Regions from separate parts of the Mus musculus genome. Here regions 2, 3, 4, 5 and 6 are each linked to region 1. A link is a contact called in public Hi-C and promoter capture Hi-C data. All regions are on one chromosome and are shown on one strand. Each heading gives the region's core, a stretch centred on a gene start, on an enhancer-like site or on the middle of the called end of the contact. The rest is flanking DNA. Distances are from core to core; before and after follow the strand shown.

Region 1 (3,896 bases), core at 833-3,332:
TTTATTCTTTTCTCTCATGATGAAGCCCTCCCTCCATAGTCTTCTAGCTTACGGTGAGATTGCCTGGGTCCATCTACACAGAAATTGATATTCTATTGTATTCTGACAGAAATTATTCAAATTTCACATTATGTGTTCTCAGAATTACCAAGAGAACTAGCTATGAATACAGTGGTTGCAACGTAATTCCTTCATGAGGAGACAGGAAGCTAGTGATTGTCTATGTAATCTTGTTCTGAGAGGAAGTATGCTTTTCTAGGAAAACGATTTTCTCTTTATAAGGCTGCCATCATTTTGGTACATGGAAAACTGATTCATGGTCACCGTTTTTATTTTTGCCATCAGCCTACTGTGTAGAGTGTGCACTTTAGTATAGGAAAGCAAGTTTCTCTCTTTTATTCTTTTTTTTTTTTTAGCTTTTATTAAAACTAAATAAAATGTTATATGGTTCAAACAAAATATTATCCGTGTCCAGTACAGGACAGATTAAAATTTCCTAGTTGTGGGTGAGAAGTACGATCAGGGGTATACAGCTATGTCTTTTGGTCATGCCACTGAACATGCATAAAGCATTTCTATTTAGTTAGCACAACACAGTGTGGAAGAACCAGCAGTGAAATATAAAGATCTCTAGATTAGGGACATAAAGCTCTATAGCAGCAACCCTGCTGTTAGCAAGCTGTCTTAATAAACTCCTGTGGGTCTAAACTGCCCTCATCTGTGCGACAAGAAGACTGAACCAGGTGTGTCTCAGCTCAAATATTTAAAGGAACTATTTTAACTGTATGCAGATCACAAAAATTTGGCATTGCATTCATTGTGTGCTGCAAAATAAGATACTTACTGAAGAAAATTCTAGCACCAGGACATAGATTTAAAAAAAAAAAACCTTATTTTACAGAAATCTTAGGGGCTGGAGGGTATAGATCACTAGTAGGGTGCAGTCTTCATATGTGTGAAGCTCTGGGTTCTATCCCCAGCAAGGGGAATAATGAAGTTTAAAGGACTTCAAAGAAAATTGCAATATAAATGCAAAATATATAATTACCTTGTTCTAAGCAATTTCAGTGCTGCACTCCATTTCAAACAGGCAGTGCTATTTCATACATCCATTTGGTATGCATTCAACGCCTATTATGTGAATAGGCAGCGAGTTGAGAGTGAATAGAGGAATTGACAAAAAGGATGTCTACTACTGTCTTCCCAAATACAAAAGGTGATTCATTCTTAAGGATGTATTCTTCTCAAAGAATCTTATTGATTACGTGGAATACTACATCAAGGATAGAGATGGTGCTGCGAATGGCAATTTAATACCAACTGAAATGTGGAATAGCACTCTGATTTAAAAAAAATGTTTTCTTTCAGCAGAACAGCTTTGCTGCCATTGCTGTTTGTCCAACTTGAGCAGACTTTTTAGTTCATACAGTATTAACTCTTTTCTTTCCCAGTGACCTGTACCTCCTAAATGTGCCAAGATGGTTCCATTGCCCAGAAGGAAGCTGTCATCAATGCCTGAACTTTTAGTTTTCTTAAAAGATGGGGTCAAGAGAGGCAAAGCATATGAAGATGCCAAAGCAGGATTTGAGACTTTAGAAGGGATTCATGAAATGCCCATCCCTTCTAGTTTATACCCAACTCTCTCAGCTGTTATACTATCAAGTCTTGGGGTTCTCTCTCATTATTCAGACTGGTAGACTTCCCCAGCTCAACCCACAGCTGAACACAATCACCCACGACACCCCCAAACATGGCACTCACACCCACCCACTTCCTTCTCTTGACAGGGCAACCCTCATGGATCCACCCAATGGTTGACTGGCCTTCCAGGGCCTCACCATCACCCACCACAGCCACCATGTTCCACGAACTGGCCTCTCCCCCATCAGTCCCCGCCCCTCACTCGGAGAGCACCCAATGGGAGGAGCTGAGGCCGTGGGAGGCGGGGACTAAGGCGGGCCCATTTAAAGAAAGGCTGAGGGCGAAAGGAGGCAAGAGAAGAGAAGAAAGAGAAGCCAGGGGAGGGGGCGGGCGCCGTCCAATGACAAAGCCCCGGGGTGGGCGCCCGCCGCTGCCGCCATCTTTAGCCCGGCCACAGGACAACCAGCGCGTCCTCCGCCCCGAGGGGGAGGGGCGGCGAGGCGAGAAAAGTAGCGAGCGGCGCCGGGCGGAAGGCGCCAGCACAGGCTAGCAGCGCCGGGCGGAAGGCGCCAGCACAGGCGAGCGCCGCCGAGCCGGGCGCGGACAGGGACGGCGGGCGGTCCCGAGCGGCCTCTGATGCGACGCGGCGTGAAGAGGCGGCGGCGCCGGCCCCGGGCTGCCTGGGGCGGCGGCTACGGAGCGGAAGGAGGGGCCGGGCTGGAGGCGCTGGAGGAGAAGGTGGTGTACTCGCGGTCGCAACTGTCGCTGGCCGGAAGCACGGAGGCGCTGGGCGACGCCTTCAAGCTCTTCATGCCCAGCAGCACGGAGTTCATGAGCTCGGAAGCGGAGCTCTGGAGCTTCCTCTGCAGCCTCAAGCACCAGTTCTCCCCGCACATCCTGCGCAGCAAGGACGTCTACGGCTACTCCTCGTGCCGGGCACTGGTGCCCGACCCCCCGGCGCCCGACAGCCGCCCCGCGCGCCGGCCGCGCCCGCGCGCAACGCCCAGGAGGAGGCGCCGTGGAGCTCGGGCTGCCGCGGACACCCGTAGGCCGCGCCCCGCCGCTGCGGCCGCGGAGCCCGGGCCTCCCGCATCCAGCTTCGGGGGCCGCACCCTGGAGGAGATCTGGAGGGCGGCCACCCCGACGCTGACCAGCTTCCCGACCATCCGCGTCGGCGACGACGTGTGGGGCGAGCGCAGCCTGGCGGTGGCGCGGCGCAGGGCGAGCCAAGTGCTGCGAGTGGACCTGGACCCGGTGGTGAGGCTGCGCCGCTTCCCGGTGCACCGGCTGTGATGCGCGCTGCGGCGCCTCCTGCCGGCCGCCGCCCGGGGAAGCTTCCGCGCGCTGGAACGGACTTATGTCAATGTCAGTCGAATGTTTACAGAACCGGCCCCCTTTGGTGCACTTTATGCGCGAACTAGGCCCCTGGATGCGGTGCGGCGCCGCGGTCCAGGATCGGGACAGGTGCGGCCCCCACGCCCGCGGCCAGACGGGACGGCCGGACCCGCGACAGAAGTCCCTTTGCTTCCCAACCCGGATGGAGACGTCTCCAGAACCTGGAGGGACACGTGCGTTTTCTCCCTCTCGGACTCTACCTCACCGGTCTGGAAGACCTCCGAAGACTTACAAATTTTTTTCTCCAAAGGAATTTTGTTTTCGTGCTTGTGTAATACAGCCAGAATTTTACTTGCTCCTGATTCCCCTTCTGTTTTCTTTTTGACTGTCAGCCCCACTTTCTGGACAGAAGATCGACTATGTTTCCTGGTGAAGTGCTGGTGTACGCTCAGGGTATTCTGAAGGCCACTCGTTTTCTAATTTTTACTGGATTCCAAAGCTTTGATCAAGGTCGTCTTTTAAGAGTTTCAAGCTTATGACTGTTAATGTAAGGATTTGTATGGCTTTGAATTTCATGAGCTCAGTGATTAACAAGAGATGCAAAGTACAACTTTAAAATAAAAGGTTAAGGTGTTTATATATAAAGTTTTATATTGAAAGTTTATATTTACTGAGCTCCTAAGTAAAATGGTAGAATATTCTTTAAAAGTTTTGTTTAAGAAAAAGTTGACTTACTCTATTCATTTAAATTGAATAAAATTGAAGTGTTTTGAACCACATGGCTTGTGATAAAAATTGAATAAATTTTGAAGAAGATGTTGGCTACAAGAATGACTGGAATCCAGTTGGAGGTGTTTGACCTCGCTTCCTGGTGTAACATAATATTCAGGATTGTTAATGGGAAGAGAATTAAGATGGAA
Region 2 (3,896 bases), core at 837-3,336, 1.8 Mb before region 1:
CTCCTCCTCCCCCACCCCTCCTCCTCCTCTTCTTTTTCTTCCCCATTTCCATACCTTTGGTGAAGAGGCATACTTTGGGTGGAGCACATACCTGAGAAGCAGAGTAGCCCAAATCTGAAAAGTACAGAGGAGGTAACAAAGACAGCCTGGGCGTGCCTCTGGGAGAGAGGAGGAAGCCTTAGGTTGGGCAATGCTAAATGGATGGAGGATATTGGACTACTACATCAGAGCCCATTAAACGGTGAAGAAGACAGACTATGACTGTCACTGTTCAGACTAGTGGAGGTGGCTATGGCATCAGTGATCACACCACCAAGGGAAAGAGCAAGCCCTGATCATATGACAGAGGCCATGCACGTGTGCACAGGTTTATGTTCTGACATAAAGACTTAGAATCCTGGGTCCTCACTGTTTACACGAGCAGTTAGGAGAACTTCACACATGAACTAATTGTGTTTAACAGCCTCCTGTGGATTGACTTAAAACCATTAAACAATGCATTACCAGTTCATATTCCATGGCCTGCCCCTTCTCCAATAACATGTGTAAAAGTAAGATGGCTCAGTCTGCATGATCGTGGATACTCCAAACTGTCCAGTGTTATGTCACCCTTGAGCAATCTACCACCCCAGAATTGGGATAGCATCGCCAGCCACACAAGGTTACTAGGGCCATGTTTATCCCATAGATCCATAGAAACACCACTATCTTTGTCTATTCTAGATCAATGAGTTAGGATGTGAATGGCCAAGGGGAAGAATACTGTGCCCATCCTACATCTGCAAGTACTGACTGTATATTCATTGCTGGCCTTGGGGGCAGATACCATATGCACCAGTCTACTGGATAGGGCTGCTTCACTATGTCCTATTGATGGAATGTCTATCTCGGTTTCGTGGGACAGGAATCCTGTGGTACAGACACCATTGGCAGCCCATTTCTCTGGGTAAGGGCTGTGTGGATTATAGGATTCAGCTGCTATCTATCCAGCATGGTGAGACCTGACACTATATTCATCCTGGGACTTTTTATTTCATTTTATTTACATCCCAAACGCTACCCCCTTCAGGTCACCCCTCACAGAGACCCTTTCCCACCTTCCCTATCTCCTCTGAGAGGGTGAGCCCCCACTGGGTATTCCCCCAACCCTGGTGCATCAAGTCTCTGCCAGATTAGTCACATCCTCTCCCACTGAGGCCTGTTGGGCTATGGATACCACAGTCAGGCTACAGCTTTAGGAGAGCCTCTGCCCCAGTTGTGTGTGTGTGTGTGTGTGTGTGTGTGTGTGTGTGTGTGTGTGTGTGTGTGCACATGGAGACTGAGCTGCGCCTTTGCTGTTTATGTTTCAGGGGCCTTGGTCCATCCCATGTGTGTTCTTTGGTTGGCAGCTCAGTTTCTGAGAGTTCCCAGAGGTCCAGGTTAGTTACTCTTTTGGCCCTCATGTGGGGTTCCCAGCCCCTTAAAGACCTTCAATCCTTCCCCCAACTCTTCCATAAAAGTCTCCGACCTCAGTCCAGTGTTTGGCTGTGGGTCTCTGCATCTGTCTCAGTCAGCTGCTGGCTGGAGCCTCTCAGAGGACAGCTATGCTAGACTCCTGTCCCCAAGCATAGCAGGGTATCATTAATAGTGTCAGGGATTGGTGCTTGCCCATAGGATGGGTCTCAAGTTGGGCTGGTTATTGGTTGGCCATTCCTCCAGTCTCTGCTTCATCTTTGTGCCTGCATTTCTTTTAGGCAAGACAAATTTGAGGTGAAAAGTTTTGTGGGTGGGTTGGTGTCCTTATCCCACTGGGGTAGAAGTGGGATTCCTGCCGGCTGCCTGGCGGGCTACTGGAGCAAGGATGCCATCGGACCCTGGCAAACTCTCCCCAGCCGCCGGCTGCATCTGTGGAACCCACGAACCCTCCGCTTTCTGGGCAGTCTGGAAGAAACAGAACTAGGTGAGCACGTTGACACTTCTTACAGAAATGCACTACTGCAATAACGAAAGTTGGACGCTCTTTTAAAAAAAAAAAAAAAAAAAAAGTCAGAACTCTCGCGAGAAGAGCCAAGCGCCAGGTTCGTACCCGTAGATCTCGCGAGAAGTCTAAGCGCCTTTCCCGGCTGTCGGAAGCTGCGGACTCGTCCCGGCTGTTGGGATCCCTGGCGCGATGTCGTCCGCATACTCAGTCCGATCCTTCCCAGTCAGCATCCCTGCGGTGATCATGGTAACTCGCAGGCTCTAAGTGGCGCCGGCGTTTGGTGGGGTTTGCTAGTTCTTGCGAGAACTGCGCAGGGGCGGGCGGGCTGCCTGAAGCCGCTCCCTGCTCCGCTGGATGGGGCAGCTCCCGGGTGCGCACCGGCCGTCCTCTGAGTCCCCAACACCAGTGTTCACCCCGGTGGCGTCTTAGCGCCATACATTGACTTCCCTGCCAGTGTCTGGAGAGACTCTCAAGTGCGCTGTCTTTCCGATGTGGCACAGAAGAGATGAGCGTTACCCAGTAACTGGACTTCAAGCTGTCCCCAAGAGCTTTAGGGCTCCAGATAGAGGAGCTGGTCTTGCCTTGCGGAGCCGTGCCCTTGGAAAATGGCATGGGAAGCTCTAAGAAGTCGGGACTAGGAACTTAATATTAGTTGGAGACAGAATCAGAAAGATTGGAGCCTTGGGGACTGTACTTAAGACCCCAAAGCACACTAGCCGGCTGCATGGTGCAGAAGTGTCAGGGACAGTCAGCTCTGCAGGTTAGGATGGCTCTCATTTCCAGACCTCCATGCACAGAGGAGCTTGGTGTACGCAGCTTCACACATTCCAAGTTAACATGACTTTACTTAGCTCGTTAGTTTAGTTGATAATAACCCTCTAGATTTCACCCAGTCCAAAGAGGCAAGTGGACAGTAGTTTCCATCCTGTGTGCTCAGACTTTAAAATCTTTATATAAAAATCTGTGACTGTGTTTGCAATTGAGGCATCGCTGTTTCCTCTCGCTTGCTCCTGCTTGTCTGAGAGTTCTGGTTGTATACAAACACCAATGGAAGACCCCCAAACTCAATGGAAGGGACCAGTAGCTCCCACTCCCCACAGGAAAGCAGTTTCGTTTCGCTGCCCTCCAGGTTTCTAACGCTATCTCCTCACAGGAGACAGACTGGACAGAGCCGTGGCTCCTAGGACTCCTTGCCTTCCACCTGCTGTGCCTCCTTCTCACTTGCTTCTCCTCACAGAGGTATAAGCTACAGATCGGGCACTTCCTGTGTCTGGGTGAGTAGGAGAACCTTGAATCCCTCTGCTCACTCTCATTGCTGCGATACTGCCCCTGGGTTTGTTTGCGTTGTGTTTTCACAGCGTTTCCCAAGCCTTCATTTCTATATGGAGATCATGAAGTAATCTTTGGACATGTTCTAGGTTGGTCACTAAGGATGCCAAACATCTGTACACTAAGATGTTGATTCTCTTATGCTGACTCTTACACAGATAATTCCTGCTTTGAGTTCAGTGCAATTTATCTCTCATGTAGATGTTTTCTTGCTGGGGTTAGTCCCATACTGCCTGCTCTGGAAATCAGACTATGCATATAATATTACTTTTGGTTATTTTTAAAGATAATGGCTTTAGGAATTCTATGTAGGGATTAATTAGGTACGTGAAATGGAGAAAGATAGAGTCTTTATTGCACAGAAACAGGCACACAGTAAAAGTTCTGGTACTTGGCCAAATGGGGACATTCACTATTTTGGGCCCCTCAGTTGGGTCAGAAGGATACAAAGTAAAATGTCAGGAAGAAAAGATGAGTAACAGCTGACTGGCCTAGGTGTGAGGTCTGGCCCCAGTGAAAATAAGTGTTCAGAGCCCCCAAAATACAGGGTGGGACATGGGAAGGAAGCTGGCTCATAGGTCAGATACCACAATCCCCAGGAGCAAAG
Region 3 (3,896 bases), core at 805-3,304, 1.6 Mb after region 1:
TGAAATTCATATTTAGAAAAGAGAGCACTGGGTAAGAGGATGCGGCAGAATTTCTGCCACGTTTTGTTTCCAAGAGATAAATTCTTGTCGGTGAAAAATGCAAATGCAAGGGTGCAGGAGTGGCTTTATTTTGAGAAGAATTGGCTACGAGCTATTAAAATTAAGTGGAGGTCAAGTAGAATCTGGTTTTCAGCCAGGCTGTCATTTTAAAATATGGTAGCGGCGGGCGAGGCCGGCCAGTTGGCACACTGTGGTCATTGTCTCTGGATATCAGTAAAAACGGTGCAGGGTAAGCCCGGGGAGGGGGGGGGGGGGTCTCTACTCGGATGAAAGTACAGTCGGGTTTACTGGCCTCAGAAGAGAGCTTTCTCTACAAAGGCTGAGTCCTCGGACTAGCCTCAGGCATTCCACACCCCAGAGTTTCCGGGACCCAGCTGAGAGCTTCAGCAGGACCCAGCCACGTGGCCTGCCCTGCGTCGCAGGGGCTCCGGCCTCCAGCTTCTCAGGAAGTCGGTGGCCGCGACCTTTGGTCCAACCCAGAAAGGGGCACTTGCTGAGCTGGCAGTTTCCCGGGGGATTGGCCAGGGGAGTGGGGATTGGGCGTTTAGCAAGGTCCTCAGCTTGGGAACAGGGCAGGAGTTCGAGACGCTCACCTCCACGCCCGCAAACTCTGCCCCTGAAACTCTGGCTACTTCCTCCGGACCCAGAATTGCCTTTCTGAGTAAGAGATCACCTTGTACCGGCTCCCTAAATCCCCATCCTACTTAAAAAACAGAAATAAATAAATAAAACATATTTAAAAAATGTAAAGAGCCCTGCAATCACTGGCTTCCATAGCCACTCTCCTTCTTGCTCATTAACCTCTCTGCTTCCACTTTTCCAGAATCCTTTTTGGGGTTTCAAGGTATTTGGTAAAAAAAAAAAAAAAAAAAAAAACAAAACAAAAAAAAAAAAACAAAAAAAACCGCTTGCAATCAACCAACATGGCTGAGTGCATTTGAGGCACCGGGAGCATAACTACTCACAAGATCTCCTAGGAAGACGAGAATATTGATCCCCCACCTTAAATGTATGGACTACCCAAGGTTAGCATGCAGGGCTTAATTTGGAGTTAGCGGACATGAAATGTTCTCAAGGTTCTCCTCCACCTAGGGCTGGCAGCGTGGAGCACCAAGGCTGCTCTATCTTTCCCTAGCTTTGCTCCCTTCAAAAGAACAAGGCTTTTCTCTGTAAAAGAATGAACTCCAGCCTAGGTCCAGCACCTTTGGAAGCACAGTCCTCTGAGAGCAGGGAAACTTTAGATTGGGTCACCGTAGCAGGAAAGGAGAGCCCAGACGTTTCTCCGGGAGGGGTGACACGGCAGGCCAGGGCGCAGATCCATAGCGCCCACGATGTGGCCACGTCTTGAGAACCGCCCTCGACCACAGGGCCAGGCAGCCGCGGGGAATCCCTTGGGACTAGAGGTTTCCGACTAGAGGTTTCCTCTACCTGACCGTTAGATGGACTCGGTTGTTGAAACTTTTCTTGCCTCGCAGCCCGGGCCCGAGCCACCCCCAAAGGGCCCGGAGAACTCCGAGGGATCCCAGGCGGGATGGGACATCACCCAGAGCGTCGAAGCCGCTTGCCACTACTGCTGTCACAGCCACTTGGGGAGGGGGAGACTGCAACAGCGACCCAGACAGTCCCCTGTTTGCGGTGCTGTGCTCGGGTGCGGGGGCGCTGGGCGCGCTCTGGCGCGGAAGGAAATCGCCCCGCGTCCTCCCCGAAGCGGAGGGGGAGAGCTGGGGGGGGGAGAGGGAGGGGAGAGGCGGGCGCAGGGGCTGGCCGCTCGGGCCAGGTCGGTTTTGAATGGTTCGCAGGACGAATTGTTAGACCCCGAGCAAGGGGGGAGGGGGCGAGGGAGGGGGGCTGGAAAGAGGAAACTTTCCTATAAAACTTCGAAAAGTCCCTCCTCCCCACGTCAGGCCAATGACACCGCTGCCCCCAAACTTTCCGCCCGCACGGAGGTATAAGAGCCGCCAAGTCCACAGCCCGCGCCCAACTCTCAGACACCTCGCGGGCTCGCCAGCACCGGCACCGGCTGCGCCAGGCCGGAACGGGGCGCGCTTGCGGCCGTCGGGCGCCTTCTTTTTGGACCTCGGGGCCCTCCACACCGTCCCCTCCCCCGCCCGCCTCCCTCCCCGCCTCCAGCGCCCTCCCCGCGGAGGTCCCCCCACCCCCATCCCGCCTCCCTGCGTCCTCCGGGCCGCACCGCCCGGGCCGGCGCCGAGCGCGGGGAAGCTGGCGGGCTAGGGCGCCCCGCTCCTCTGCTCTACCCTCCCCCGTCCCGGCTCCGCGAGGCCGCACGTCGCCGCCCGCGAGATGATGCAGGACGTGTCCAGCTCGCCAGTCTCTCCGGCCGACGACAGCCTGAGCAACAGCGAGGAGGAGCCGGACCGGCAGCAGCCGGCGAGCGGCAAGCGCGGGGCTCGCAAGAGACGCAGCAGTCGGCGCAGCGCGGGCGGCAGCGCGGGGCCCGGCGGGGCCACGGGCGGGGGCATCGGAGGCGGCGACGAGCCAGGCAGCCCGGCCCAGGGCAAGCGCGGCAAGAAATCTGCGGGCGGAGGCGGCGGCGGCGGCGCGGGCGGAGGTGGTGGCGGCGGCGGCGGCAGCAGCAGCGGGGGCGGGAGCCCGCAGTCGTACGAGGAGCTGCAGACCCAGCGGGTCATGGCTAACGTGCGGGAGCGCCAGCGCACGCAGTCGCTGAACGAGGCGTTCGCCGCCCTGCGCAAGATCATCCCCACGCTGCCCTCGGACAAGCTGAGCAAGATTCAGACCCTCAAACTGGCGGCCAGGTACATCGACTTCCTGTACCAGGTCCTGCAGAGCGACGAGCTGGACTCCAAGATGGCAAGCTGCAGCTATGTGGCCCACGAGCGGCTCAGCTACGCCTTCTCCGTCTGGAGGATGGAGGGGGCCTGGTCCATGTCCGCGTCCCACTAGCAGCGGAGCTCCCCACCCCCTCTGCAGGCCGGAGACCTAGGTAAGGACCGGCTCCAGGGATCGATCGGGCCAGGCCGCGGGTCCCCTGTTCACCTCGCCACCGTGCTGGGTATCCCCCCCCCATCCCCCTCCACTCTCCTCGCTGCCCTCCACCTAGCCAGGCACCGCCACCTCATTCCACCCGCATCCCTGGCAAGCAGTTCAGTCCCCACAGGGGAAACAGGTCCTAGGGTCGGGGAGAACCAGTGTGCCCAGGAGAGGTGTATGTGTGTGTGCGCGTGCGGGGGTGTGCATGACAGAAGATTGAGAAAGTCAAGCATAGGGGCCTTGTGCCCAAAACGCCATCCCCCAAACCCCTTTCTTTCTTCTTTAAAATTCCCTTCTTAAAACAACTGTTTCCAAATTCCACCCCCTCCTTTCCGCCCACCCACTTCCTCTTGCCCTTGGGCTGAAATCCTTCCAGGTTGTTCAGCGAAAATTCTCGCTGGTAGTGATAACAGGGCTTAGCGGTCATAGAAAACAGCCACAGAGACATCCTCAATAACCGACTTTCCCCTCTGGGTTTTTGCAGATGTCATTGTTTCCAGAGAAGGAGAAAATGGACAGTCTAGAGACTCTGGAGCTGGATAACTAAAAATAAATCTATATGACAAAGATTTTCATGGAAATTAGAAGAGCAGAGACCAAATTCACAAGAATCAGGGCGTGGGGCACACTTTTAAAAGAGAAAGCGAGACAGGCCCGTGGACAGAGATTCCCAGAGGGGCAGCAGCAGACCCCCCACACCTCTGCATTCTGATAGAAGTCTGAACACTCGTTTGTGTCCCCCCACCCCACTTTTTGACGAAGAATGTTTTATTTTTATTTTTCATGCATGCATTCTCAAGAGGTCTTGCCAATCAGCCACTGACAGG
Region 4 (3,896 bases), core at 380-2,879, 1.5 Mb before region 1:
GCAACAGTTTCTTAAGGGCAGTCCCCACAGGTGGGTGGGAAAGATAAAGCGAGGTAGACAGAAAGTCTTGGCAGACTTCTAGCCTAAAGAGGAGTGTCACTCTGTAGGAAAAGCAGAGGACAAAAGACAAATAGCTGGACTGTTGACAATTTAACCCTTGCCCCTCAGGGTGGAGTCAAGGAGGCAAGAACTCTGAAAAAAGAAAGAATTGCATATTATGTAAAGGAGAATCAAGGTTGAAATTCTGTGTTAGAAGGTACTTAAAAGATTATTCATTTAAAAACAAACTGTTTTTCACATGGCATGAGTAATTGTCCTAGGGACTGAAAACCAAGGTTTCAGAGAGACCTAAAGAAAAGAGACTGGCTGAGAACCATAGCAACTGTGACCCAAGGATGACATCAAACAAACCTGTCACAGAATGGTCTTCCTGTAACCTAGGCTCACGTTGGCACAATGGGGAACAGGGGTGGGGGTGGGGGTTTCCGGCAAGAACTCCAGCTGTTCTAATAGAAGGGGCCAGCTTAGAGAGTCACACTACAGATATGAAGCCACCTGGGCCAGTTAGCAGGTGAGAGGGTTCAAAGGAAGAAAAGCAAGTTAGGTGACGGACAAGAGCATGAGGGAATAACAGGGATGATGATTAATCGTCATCGAGACCTTAACTGATTAGAAAAAGACAACTCTCAGGACGTCGGTGATGGCTTATCCCCCGAGGATGTGATCATAAGGGCACTGACCTAGTCAATGGTTTAACCCAGTAGATTCAAAATATGAGGAAATGACTGGAGGTAATGAAAGATACAAGTGTGGCTGAGCAGAAGAAAATACATCCCGATGCGTGCTCTTGGGGCTAACGCTTGTCTTGCTCTCTACTCTCCCCTTCTGTGATTCCCGTCCACAGGAGCAAATAGTCCCTGACTCATGCTCTGGCCACCTTGAAGGACCATGATGCCTTGCCTCACCACAAGCCCAGAATCTACAACCATTCAAAAGGGGCCTGAACCTCTGAAACTGAGTCAAAACAAATCTGTTCTCCCTAAAGTTGTTTTGGTTGGATATTTTTCAGCACAGAGATTTGGAAGTAACTGCCAAAGCAGATGATGGGCGACTCTCAGACTTAAAAGAGGAGGAGCAAGTGAGAGGGGTCTACGGGCTTGAGAGAGAGAACTCGCACAAAGATTTGTGGTTGAAGGGCACTCGGAAGGGTGACATGGGCTTTGGAAGGGCATAATCTGGGACAAAAATTACACAGATCTCGGGCTCAGAGGAGTACCAGATGATGGGGGATGCATATGAAAAAGGCAGACAAACGAGTATGTGCTCAGACGCGGGCCCAGCCAAGGCCTTCTGATCTGCTTCCTCCGCCCAGCGCTCTTGTTCGGAAGCCTAACAGGGAGAGCACTTCAGGGTCCCAAAGAAAAAGACCCTTAAGTCGGCGAGTCCTTACCGAGACACACGAACAGCACTGACTTGGACCCAACCTCTGCCATGTTTCGGTGCAGACCCTGGCGCCCAGAAACCGCGTCGGGACGAGGCGCATGCGCACTGCCAGGGTTCTGACCGTGGACATGCGCAGTCCGCCGCCCCACGTTCGTACGCGGCCAGAGGCGGGGCCAGAAGTCGCCTAGAGGGCGGGGCTTAGGCGTTCGGGTTGGCAGCCCGGGCTAGCGTTCACTCTGAGCTCTGCCCAGGTCGCACGTCTAAGGAGTGAGGGCGGGGTGAACGCGGGGCGACCCCCAGAGCAGCTTGGGTGGCACGGTGTTGAGCAGGGAGGATTAGGATGTGCCAGGGCAGCCAATGAACTCAAGGATAGCGGCTTGCAGAGCCTCCTAGGGTGGCTCCTCCGATCGGAGCTACCCGCCCTTCCAAGCTAAGTTACCCCTTTGGACCACCGACCCCAGGCCGGGCCACGGTACTTAGCAGTGGGTTTCCCCGATTAAGAAGAGGGGGTGATTTACAAGGCTTCAAAGGAATGAGGCGGGTGGACGCAGATGAGCTACGTTCTGAGCAAGGGTATAGGACCAGTGATCGCTTTGGCAAAAACAGGGCATACACCTATTCCCTTACCTGGGTCAGGTGTGCGCCCGCTGGGCGGGTCCCGTCAGGGAGGCGGACCAAGGAGAACGCTTTCCTCTTCCTGGACTGGAGTGAGGAGCTCGGGTACCGAGAGGAGCGGCAGGCACCAGTGAGTAAGGGTCTGAGCGGCTGGGGCGTGTCGGCACCGCGGCAACTCTTCCTCTTGCGATGGGCGTTGTGAAAGAGGAGAGAAAACAGTCAAGTCCCTGGGTTTGTCTGGGCGCATCCACCAAGATCATACTGCACGGATCCTTTTGTAAATCCTCAGAACTCAAGATTAGTTTTCTACACTCCTGGCTAAAGGTTTTGGTTGATTGTTAACCACAGTCGTTCCGCTTCATTGCAGAAAAAAAATTTTTTTTCCTCCAGCATTTCCAGTTTTGAAGACAGACTTTCATTTTGTTATTTTTCCCCTAATATCTGATGTTTTACCATCTTCTGGTTTCAAATTGTTTTGAGAATTGGCATCCTGTGTACTTGACACAGATGAAGGAGGTGCAGATTGGGGGTTGTGTAGGGCCTTTGTGGGAATGTGATCTCTGGGAAAGGATAGTCCCTAGGGGAGGGGCTCACATGCGTTTGGGACTTCCAGAGGTAGAGGTGTCAGGACTTTGACACAGTGTCTTTGGTTCTGCGATACTTTACAAAGGGGTGGTGTGGAGGGTAATTTGATTGCTGCATCTCTAGTATATAGTGCCTGTATGGTTTTTTTTGTTTGGTTTGGTTATTGTTTTGTTTTGTTTGTTTTGTTTTCTTTTAGTGCTCTGAACAATAGGAATAGGTAACAATAGGAAGCAGGTTTCTCCCCTGGCAAAATGTGCCGGCTTCTTTTCAACAGATGTTACTACTGCCCTGCCAAGGCAGACCAGGGAAGAAAGACTTGAAGTAACCACCTCCATGGAGGAATGCCCTGGCCTGGGGCAGAAGCCTTGCCCTGTTCTGTGTTTACCAAGTGAACAGGTTCTGTATTCCTGCTGGCCCAGGTATTTTCCTTGAGATATGAGGAAATGTTTCGATTACTAATGAGTTAGTTCACTTGTACACAAAGTTTAGAGAATAACACGGCTGGGTTGAAGGTGCTGTTTTATTCTGCTCTGTGGCCTGTTATTGAAATACCATAGTAGCATCTGGTTGTTTGTAAATTGCTATGTTGGAGGTTAAAATAGACTAAGTGATAACATTCATCCTGTTTGTTGCATCTTAACTAAGGAGAATTGGTTATTGGCTCACTGTGTTCAATGTCTGTGAAATAAGTCAATATTACCTTGGTTTTTGTTTTTTCTCTTTTTTACCTTTCAAAGAAAATTAGCTTTAAAACTCTGGTTACATTTACTCTGGTTTTTTTTAATTGATACATTGTGACTAAGAGTCCTTGTCCATTCACTCATTTGCAGGTGGTATTGTGAAGTGCAGGACTCTACCATAACATTCACTTATCCCCCCCCCTTTTTTTTTAACTGACATGCACAAAGCATGCATCTGTGATCTTTTCCTATCCCAACATTTCCCTCAATTTCTCTGGGAAGCAGATACAAAGCAAAGATTTTTTTCTGCCCTTTGCTTCCAGTTCTTTGTCCCCATCCAAAGCCTTGGGGAGATGGGGGGGACAGTGGGGTTCACATGGATAATTTGGTTGTAAATTTTGCTTAAGGAGATTAATGGTCTAGCTAGGAACATGGACTGCGACTTATGGATATGACAAACTTGGTCTCCCTACAACAAAGTAAGTAGTCAAAGCTCAAGCCCCAGAAAGACTACAGTGATCTAGAAACAAAGGCAGGAGGTGTCAACAGCGTGTTTAACGGTGAGCATCTCAA
Region 5 (3,896 bases), core at 885-3,384, 1.1 Mb after region 1:
GAGCTGTGCATTTCTTCTTTGTCATGGAGTCTCAGGCAGCACTGTGTCAAGGTATGTCATCAGAATATCAATAGGCCCCACTGGTCTTTAGGATCCCTTTTCAGGCAACCAGGTCAGCAGCTCAGCAGTAGAGGACAGCAATTTGTAGGGAGTTTCTAGGGGCACTGAGAGTTTTAAATGTCTCTTTCCCCAGCTGTGAGAAGCCCTCTTTCTTTATAGATCACAATGTGAATAAAAATAAATGATAGTAAATGAATACTGACTGACAGTCCCTGTATATGTTGGTGGACTTTCCCTTTCCCCATTTGATAGCTAGGGTCAGATCAATCATTTCTGCTCTCTGGGTTGAGGTACTTGGCTGGGGTCCAAAATTTTTTCTGTTAAAGTAACTACTGCAGCTCCTGTGTACCTGGTTTCATCAGACAAGAAGGCAGCAGGATCGATAGCAGTGGGTTTCTCAAACTGAACTCGGGGATGGGCCAGGTCACACAGTCATTATGTGGGCCAGGTCACACAGTCATTAGACAGCCAGCATTCTGGTGTTCCTCATTGGAAGGTCTCAACTGTGTGCTCTGAGTATAAAATATTGACCCAAAGCTAACTTAAAAAAATTAAACTAGAGGGAGCCACCACAACTCTTAGACAGGTGGGCCATCCTGTGGCTACAGGGTCCAGTCATCACAGGGTATTTTCATGGCTCCAAAGTTTGGGTTAAAACCCTCTTGTCTGGAAATTCTAGGGTTGGTGTGGAAGTCAGAGCTGTTTTTAAGGCCTCAAATGCCTTTTGTTTAGTATTAGTCCAGATTAGGGGCTTAGTATCTGCTTTGTGCTAGTCTATAGACAGGCCTTGCTATTTCCATAAACTCTGATATTCAGAGCCAGCAATATACAGCTGTCTTAGTCTTTGGCATTGGAATCTGAAGGATGGTAACAATGCTATTCTGCGGTGGGCTCCTCTTGCTTCCCTTCATCAGGTAGCCAAGGTAGGTAGTTTTTTATGAAGCTGGGCTTTTTAAACCAACATTTTGCAGCCCAAGATGTGCACAGTTCCTGCACCCAAGGCTTAGAGATCATAGTTGAAGAAGGTGGAGGGTTGTAAGAGCTAGAGGAACAGTTTGGGTTGTTAGGACATCACGGTCCAAATGAAGGTTTCTTTTTTATCCCTTGGGCAATACAAACCCTTGTGCTGATATGGTTGATGTCTGGGTATACAAAAGAAGGTCAAAGCTGGTAGCTGGGCTTAGCCATTTGAAAAACATGTCACAACACTCTCACTGTGATATAGCAGAAGGCAGAGGGACCCTAGATTGGAGAGGTATGGTGTTAGCAGTTCAGATGTTGCCTTTGCAATTTGTGGCCTGCTGCGGTGTATGATTGGGTTCAGCAGTGAAAATCTCCACGAATGTTTCTGATTCCTTATTGAACAGCTCAGGCGCATAACAATGTATCAGGCCTCATTGCAGCTGGAACCGGGCACTCCTATCAATAGCCATGCTGAATCCAATAAAGACAATACTCAGTTGGGAGTAGTGGCTCGTGCTTTTTATCCCAGCTCTCTTGTGGCAGAGGCAGGCAAATATCTAAATGTTAGAACCAAACCAGCTTGGTCTACATAGCGAGTTTCAAGTCACCCAAGGCTACATGGAGAGATACTGTCTAAAAACAAAACAAAAACAGAAAACCAAAAGAATTAAAACAAAACAAAACAAAACAAAACAAAAGCTCAAACCATTAATTCACTAGGCCTTGACCCAGTATTGAAAGAAACTGGGAGCTTAAAAAACAAAACAAAACAAAACAAGCTATTTTGGGCCTCTGCCTTTTTATACTTAGGTGCCCAGATCAATAAATTCAATAAATTCAAGCTTCGCTCCATAACTGAGCATACTTTGAAGTGATGAACATCTGCCTATAGATATCAGAGAACCGCCTCTGGATATCACACATGCTCTATAGGTACACGGCCTCAGAGGTTTATCTGGACTCGGGAAAGAGCAGCAGCCCTCTGCTGGTCAAACCTCTATAATGCAGCTTTAGAAGATTAAAAATCCCCAGGCCGCGGTCGGTCGCCTTTTGATGATGTCAGCCATCATCAACACTCAGAGGTGAGGCGGGAGGAATGCTTGCGTCATCCGTGCGCGCCCCGAAGCACCCAGCCAAGCCTCATGGCTGCGGGATCTGTGGAGTCTCAGCGGTCCCAGGCGGCCTCCGAGAGGCCCGTGGCGGGTCAGGCCGGGGTCCTGCCTTGCCTGGAGTTGCCGAGCTACGCGGCGGCGTGCGCGCTGGTGGGCAGCCGCTATTCGTGCTTGGTGGCTGCCCCGCACCGCAGGCACATCGCCCTGTCGCCCCGCTACCTGAGCAGGAAGCGCACGGGCATCCGCGAGCAGCTGGACGCCGAGCTCCTGCGCTACTCCGAGAGGTAAGATGTCGCCGCGTCCTCCCGGGAGCCCCGTCTCTGCTGGCCAACGGGCCCTCAGCTCCGTAACCCCACGGCGCCGCGGAAGTAAAGTCGCACGAGCTTCGTGAACCTTAGCCCCGGCGTCTACCGTCGCCTTCGGCGCCGCTGGCCTGGATGCAGTGGCCCGGTTCCTGGGGATGAAACTGGCTGGTGTGGTGTGAGTGGCGGCTGCTGCAGTGCTAAAAGCACTCCCCGTGTGGAGACTAGAGGTGCCCGGTGTCTAGAAACCCACCAGGCTGAGCTTTGGGTATTAAACGTTTCGTTTAATCACTTCCGGGTGTGTTCTCACCTAATAATGAAAATTTGCTGTCAGTATTATTCTCCTAATGTGGAAGCCGGTTCATTGCAAAACATAGGCAGGTTTGTTTGTAATTTCATTGTTCCCCGTCCCCCCGGGGGGCGCTAATTGGGGATGAACGACGAGCCTAATTTTTTGTAGGAATAGAAAGTTCACACACACACACACACACACACACACACACACACACACACCAGTGCATTTATATTAAGCACTAGTAAGAATACCTTGAAAAAGAAAATCTCAGAATTTCAATGGGAAATGATATGCCATAACACTTCACAACTAATTTGGCGGGAATGGGGGCAAGGTTCAGAGATACCTGAGATGACATCGATGTCTTTAGTAATTCAATGACACTTCAGAAATTGCAGGGATTGTTTTGGGGCAAATTATCCAAAGCAGTTACCACTCTCGAGGACTTTGGCAGTCAGCCCCATTAACCATCCAAGGTGGTCACTAAGCATGGAAACATAGTTATGTTAAGTAGTCTAACCAGCTTTTCATTCATTGGGGAAAAGTTATTTAAAGATGCATAATAGGAGCCACACTACAGACGAGAATCGGATCATTTCTGTAACAGAATTGGATAATGCAGCCATGTAGAATAGAATACACTGTTTAATTGAGCTGGACACCTCTCCTTGTTACTGTGCTAAAGGTATGCTAAAAGAAGCCTATTTTTTCCAATGCAAATTAGGTTTCAGTATTACTTGAGTATTAGTTAAGAGTAATAAAAAGTCAATAAAACATTGAAAATATTGGGAATTGTATTGTCATATTAATTGTCCTGTATTATTTGTACCATTTATCCTGTATAGTTTATGTTTTTAGGCTTGTGGGCAATACTGAAGGAAGCATCAGTAGGTCTGTCTTCTTTTTGTTTAAATAATAATAATAATAAAAAATAGAATTGAGACTGCAGTGTTAATGCTAAGTCTTCTCGGAAGCATTTCCTACTAGACAGACAGTGTGTTGCCTTTCTTTCTCCGTGGCAGGACTTTATTTTACAAAAAGTATCCCATTACAACTTTGGACTGTTTTCTTAGAGAAAGTAAGTAGTTTTCTGAAATCACATTGTATCTTATAAGTTGAACTTTTTTTGTTTTTTGTTTTTTTTTTATAAGTTGAACTTTTAAG
Region 6 (3,896 bases), core at 1,018-3,517, 1.0 Mb before region 1:
GGGGTCCCTCGACCTCTCTGATCTTATTCCTTGGGTTTTGCAAGCCACCTAGTCTTCGTGCTTTTCCTGGAGGTTCCCGAATTAAGATCCATCTGAGGCCTTTCTCACTGAAACAACTTTTCATATCCTCACTCCCTCCATCTCCTCGGAAGGCTTTCCTGACATCCTCTCACGGACTCCTAGTAACCTGCTTTAATTTTCAGTTTCTTCTCCAAACACTTAGAATACTTACGTACTGTTCACCTTAAGAACGGGCTTGGCCATGTTTACCTCTCGTAGCATACAGGGTGTACAGACAACAGTAAACAAGCACACAGATTAACACTACAAGTCACTCTAACATTCACTTTCCTCAGCTACTCGGATTGAAAACTGCTGTTATCAGGTACTTACTTGGTTGATCTGCATAAGTTCTTAAAGGAACTGAAGAAACTCCTTGTAGGCCATGAGATATCCGATTGAAATGGCCTTTCTAGAATAGAAAAAAAAAAGACAAAAGAAATTTTCCTGTTAAGTAAAATATAATTTTTAAAACAGGCTGGCAAAATAGCCCGCTGGCTAAAGGCTCCTGCCACCAAGGGTGACTTCCCAAGTTTAATCCGTGGGAACTATATGGTGGCAGAGACCTGACTCCCAGAAGCTGTCTTCTGGCATCCTTTCATCCTATGTTGCACGCTCATGCCCACAGGCATGTGCACAAGTAATACATGTAATTTAAAAGGTCGATGACAACTGGGGCAAATGTATCAAGCAATAATACTAATGGACTTTCTCTGCCGCAAACAGGTATCCTACCAATTTCCCTTTTTTGTCCATAATATTAAACTTTCACAATCTTACCTTGCCAGGTCTGCCTTATTATTATGAACATTCAATGAACCATTTCATATTAAATCTAATAAAAATATATTTAATGGCTTACAGTTTTATTAAAACTTCAGAAAGCATTGTTAATTTTATTGCCAAGGATCAGTTTAGTATTCTAATTAAAATCCCAAAACTTTGAATTCAGGTATTTAAGTATTTCAATGATATTCATTTCATCTGTCATTCTGCTTCCTAACAAATCTACTTAACAGTCTGTAATCACTTATAAGATCTATAAAGATGTTCTTAAGCCACCAACTGGACTAGGAAAATGTACCAACAACGGAGTGGCCTCACATTCTGGAAGTCCCACAAATTGCATCATAATCTCACACTCTCTAAGCAGTGTGACTACCATTTCCTAAGGCCAGGGCCACATAAAGAAAGCACACTTCCAGCTCCTATCACAGCGAGTAAGCAATGGACAGCAGCGACAATATACTCTGATGCAGCAAGGTTTTTTACTTGAAGACAACTTCTGCACCTGAGATCAAGATATGCCAACCAAAGAGGAACAAAGAACTGTCTGTACTGAGAGACGCGGCTCACCTTCTCCCTAAAACAGTGACATTTTGCGTGTTACATTAACTTTTAAAGACACAGACGGCTCAGCCGTGAAGAGTCTCATTTCTGTATTGTCCCTAAAGTTATCCTGCTACCCTGCCACTAGGCCTCATACATTCAATTTGGCAGCTGTCAATTGGCAGGTGAAATGGGAAAGTTGTTTGGACGACAAACCGCTGCAATTAAAACTATAAGCCCCAGGGCCTGACTGATGGCAGGGTGCACTAGTTTAGAGACGTGAATGAAAACAGATCCTTGGAGGAGGAACTCGCGGGACGGTGTGTTGGAGCTGACCACGTCTGGGCCAGTCGGGCCTCAAGGTTACTTCCCCGCCGTAGGAGAGTAGGCCACCCCCCGGGTCATTAGGATGAGGCGAAAGGTAGGAAGGGGCAGGCCGCGCGTGGCAAGGGTCATTTACTCCTCCCCGAAACTGGGGGAGGGCCCAGGCCCCTGGACCAGCGTCCGGGTCGTGTGGGGCTGCGGGCAGTCATTCCGCAGCAGGGCCCTCCCGAGCCCGGGCTCGCGCTCCCCGCTGCCTCGGGAGGCCGCACCGAGCCGGCATAGAGGCGGGGCCGCGGCGGTTCCCGGCGGCAGGCCGCGTCCGGGCCCACAGCGGGCGTCTAAGTGCCTGTGGTCCAGCATCATCCCCTCGCGGGCCGCCCTCACCTTGGCCAAGGAGCGGTACACACGACTCCAGCTCTGCATCGTCCCTCGGTCCCGTCCCTCCAACCAGGGGTTTTCACCTCCGCTGAACGCCTGGTAAGACTTATCCAAGGTCTCCCCACCCTGCGCCTGCGCAACATATACGTCATCGCCGAGGAGCAGCGCGATTGGCCCGAAAGGCAGAGGCTTTCCGGTCGCTTCGTCGTGCGCTGTCGTGAAGGGCGCTGCGCTTTGTGGCAGCTGGGGAATTGGAGAACTGTTGCTCAAATGACTGGAGTAGAGTTGCAAATTATCCTTGAAAGACGAACTAGATAAATAAAAATGTTGTTTCTTCAGTAAAGCCCACAGAAAGTAAAGTTTAAATAGGAAAGGAAGAAAAGTTTGACAACTTGACAAGCTTATGGTTGTGCTAGATATTCGTGGGCAGTAGGCTTTATCTAGCTTTACAAAAACCGTATGAACTGTTTGCATTTTCTGGATGGAGCCCTGAGAGGTTAAAGAAAGCAAAGGAGAGGTAACTGCAGCTCTACGAACAAAGGCTTTGATTTTAACGGCTGGTTTACAATCTCTGTTCTCGAAGGCAATGGAAAGGATAGGCTTGAACCTTTCTTCACCAACATCCTGTTCTGAAAACTGCGCTAACAAAAAGTATAGAAAACAAGCTCCCTTCTATTTTTGTATTTTGAAAGCACGCCTCCCTTGTAGAAGAAACTAGAAGGGTTGGGATGGTGGGTGAGGTGTTAGGTTTTCATTGAGAGTGCACCTAAAAGATTGCTAACTGTTGTCTATAAGATTGAGCACAGAGCCTGGCGTGGTGGGCTACGCCTTTAATCCCAGCACTCGGGAGGCAGAGGCAGGCAGATTTCTCAGTTCGAGGCCAGGCCAGCCTGGTCTACAGAGTGAGTTCCAGGACAGCCAGAGCTCCCTATCTCGAAAAACAAAAACAAAAACAAAAAAAAAAAAAAAATTGAGCACAGAGATTTAAGGTCTGATACCACTTTGTAATAACAGTCTCTAGTTTAAACCTTAACTCTATACTTCTCAAAAGTTTACAGCCCAGGCACTGTACTGAACTCCATAGAGTTAGGGATTAGATGAATATTACTTCTTACCTATCTATGCCCATTTAGAAGGAAAAAGACATGAATAAATGATTTTTTAATGTTATGACGAAAGCTAGCTGTTACCAAATATTAATCACCACCACAACCCCTTTTTGGTTTCTTGAGAGAGTGTCTCATGTGTCCCAGACTGGCTTCAAACTCAATATAGAGCTTAGAATGACCTTGAATTTATAGTCCTCTTGCCTTCATCTCCTGAGTGCTGGGATTACAGGTGCCCACCACCATGTGTTGCTGATTGCTGGGAACGGAACCCAGAGCTTCTAGTATACCAGGCAAGCATTCTTCACCTGAGTTACATCTTAAGCCCTTGTTTTCCCCTTTCATAAGATAAGAGATTGTTCAGCTGGACAGATGGGTATTCAGAATAGCATTGTCTTTTCCGGGTCCCATACAGCTAAAGGTAGACGTATGATCAAATACTGGTCAATGATCTCCATTTATTGTTGCATCCAACTCGACCAGCAAGGAAAACGCAACCACCGGTTCTTCTTAAAGCAGTTTACTCAGGCAGCTTCTCTCTTCAAATCCCCCGCCTCTCGGGGTACAAGTGTTTTTATCCACTCAAGCCATAACCACGCCTCAACCAATCACCACAGGTCACATCACCTCACCAGGAAGGCTTGCTCAGCCAATCAGGGATTAAGGGCTAGCCATCCACCAAATATGGGCTTGTTTACT

Evidence for each region. Promoter capture Hi-C pulls out the DNA fragments that hold promoters and counts their contacts. Hi-C and Micro-C count contacts between places; a contact is called where the count stands out from the background.
Region 2: a contact with region 1 is called in a promoter capture Hi-C map of pre-B cells, with 4 times the contacts expected there. The contact joins the promoter of Tmem18 here to the promoter of Ccdc71l in region 1. A contact is called at or near these places in 2 of 39 promoter capture datasets (embryonic stem cells and pre-B cells) and 1 of 9 other capture datasets (adipose tissue).
Region 3: a promoter capture Hi-C map of embryonic stem cells shows a contact between it and region 1, with 5 times the contacts expected there. The contact joins the promoter of Twist1 here to the promoter of Ccdc71l in region 1. A contact is called at or near these places in 2 of 39 promoter capture datasets (embryonic stem cells and liver) and 1 of 115 datasets of contacts at active chromatin or transcription factors (astrocytes).
Region 4: a contact with region 1 is called in a Hi-C map of CD8 T cells, with 5 times the contacts expected there. The contact joins the promoter of Sh3yl1 here to the promoter of Ccdc71l in region 1. A contact is called at or near these places in 2 of 484 Hi-C or Micro-C datasets (CD4 T cells and CD8 T cells) and 1 of 115 datasets of contacts at active chromatin or transcription factors (microglia).
Region 5: a promoter capture Hi-C map of liver shows a contact between it and region 1, with 8 times the contacts expected there. The contact joins the promoter of Twistnb here to the promoter of Ccdc71l in region 1. A contact is called at or near these places in 5 of 39 promoter capture datasets (the 3T3-L1 cell line, hippocampal neurons, liver and 1 more), 2 of 484 Hi-C or Micro-C datasets (CD4 T cells and liver) and 1 of 9 other capture datasets (liver).
Region 6: a contact with region 1 is called in a promoter capture Hi-C map of pre-B cells, with 7 times the contacts expected there. The contact joins the promoter of Dld here to the promoter of Ccdc71l in region 1. A contact is called at or near these places in 5 of 39 promoter capture datasets (the C10 cell line, the HPC-7 cell line, hippocampal neurons and 2 more), 1 of 484 Hi-C or Micro-C datasets (CD4 T cells), 1 of 115 datasets of contacts at active chromatin or transcription factors (astrocytes) and 2 of 9 other capture datasets (adipose tissue and liver).

The regions. Positions count from the first base shown.
Region 1 is chr12:32,376,707-32,380,602 of GRCm38.p6, forward strand. It overlaps Ccdc71l (coiled-coil domain containing 71 like), which reads left to right and starts at 2,083. Exons shown (of 1, transcript NM_001162903.1): 1 at 2,083-3,896. The coding sequence starts at 2,278. The coding sequence ends at 2,934.
Region 2 is chr12:30,582,357-30,586,252 of GRCm38.p6, forward strand. Tmem18 (transmembrane protein 18) reads left to right here and starts at 2,087. Exons shown (of 5, transcript NM_172049.2): 1 at 2,087-2,206; 2 at 3,114-3,234. The coding sequence starts at 2,150.
Region 3 is chr12:33,955,617-33,959,512 of GRCm38.p6, forward strand. It overlaps Twist1 (twist basic helix-loop-helix transcription factor 1), which reads left to right and starts at 2,055. Exons shown (of 2, transcript NM_011658.2): 1 at 2,055-3,022; 2 at 3,554-3,896. The coding sequence starts at 2,362. The coding sequence ends at 2,982.
Region 4 is chr12:30,910,040-30,913,935 of GRCm38.p6, forward strand. Sh3yl1 (Sh3 domain YSC-like 1) reads left to right here and starts at 1,630. Exons shown (of 10, transcript NM_013709.5): 1 at 1,630-2,188. The coding sequence starts at 2,188. Acp1 (acid phosphatase 1, soluble) reads right to left here and starts at 1,573. Exons shown (of 6, transcript NM_021330.4): 1 at 1,451-1,573. The coding sequence starts at 1,493.
Region 5 is chr12:33,427,490-33,431,385 of GRCm38.p6, forward strand. Twistnb (twist basic helix-loop-helix transcription factor 1 neighbor) reads left to right here and starts at 2,135. Exons shown (of 4, transcript NM_172253.2): 1 at 2,135-2,419. The coding sequence starts at 2,166.
Region 6 is chr12:31,349,204-31,353,099 of GRCm38.p6, forward strand. Dld (dihydrolipoamide dehydrogenase) reads right to left here and starts at 2,268. Exons shown (of 14, transcript NM_007861.5): 1 at 2,098-2,268; 2 at 394-472. The coding sequence starts at 2,136.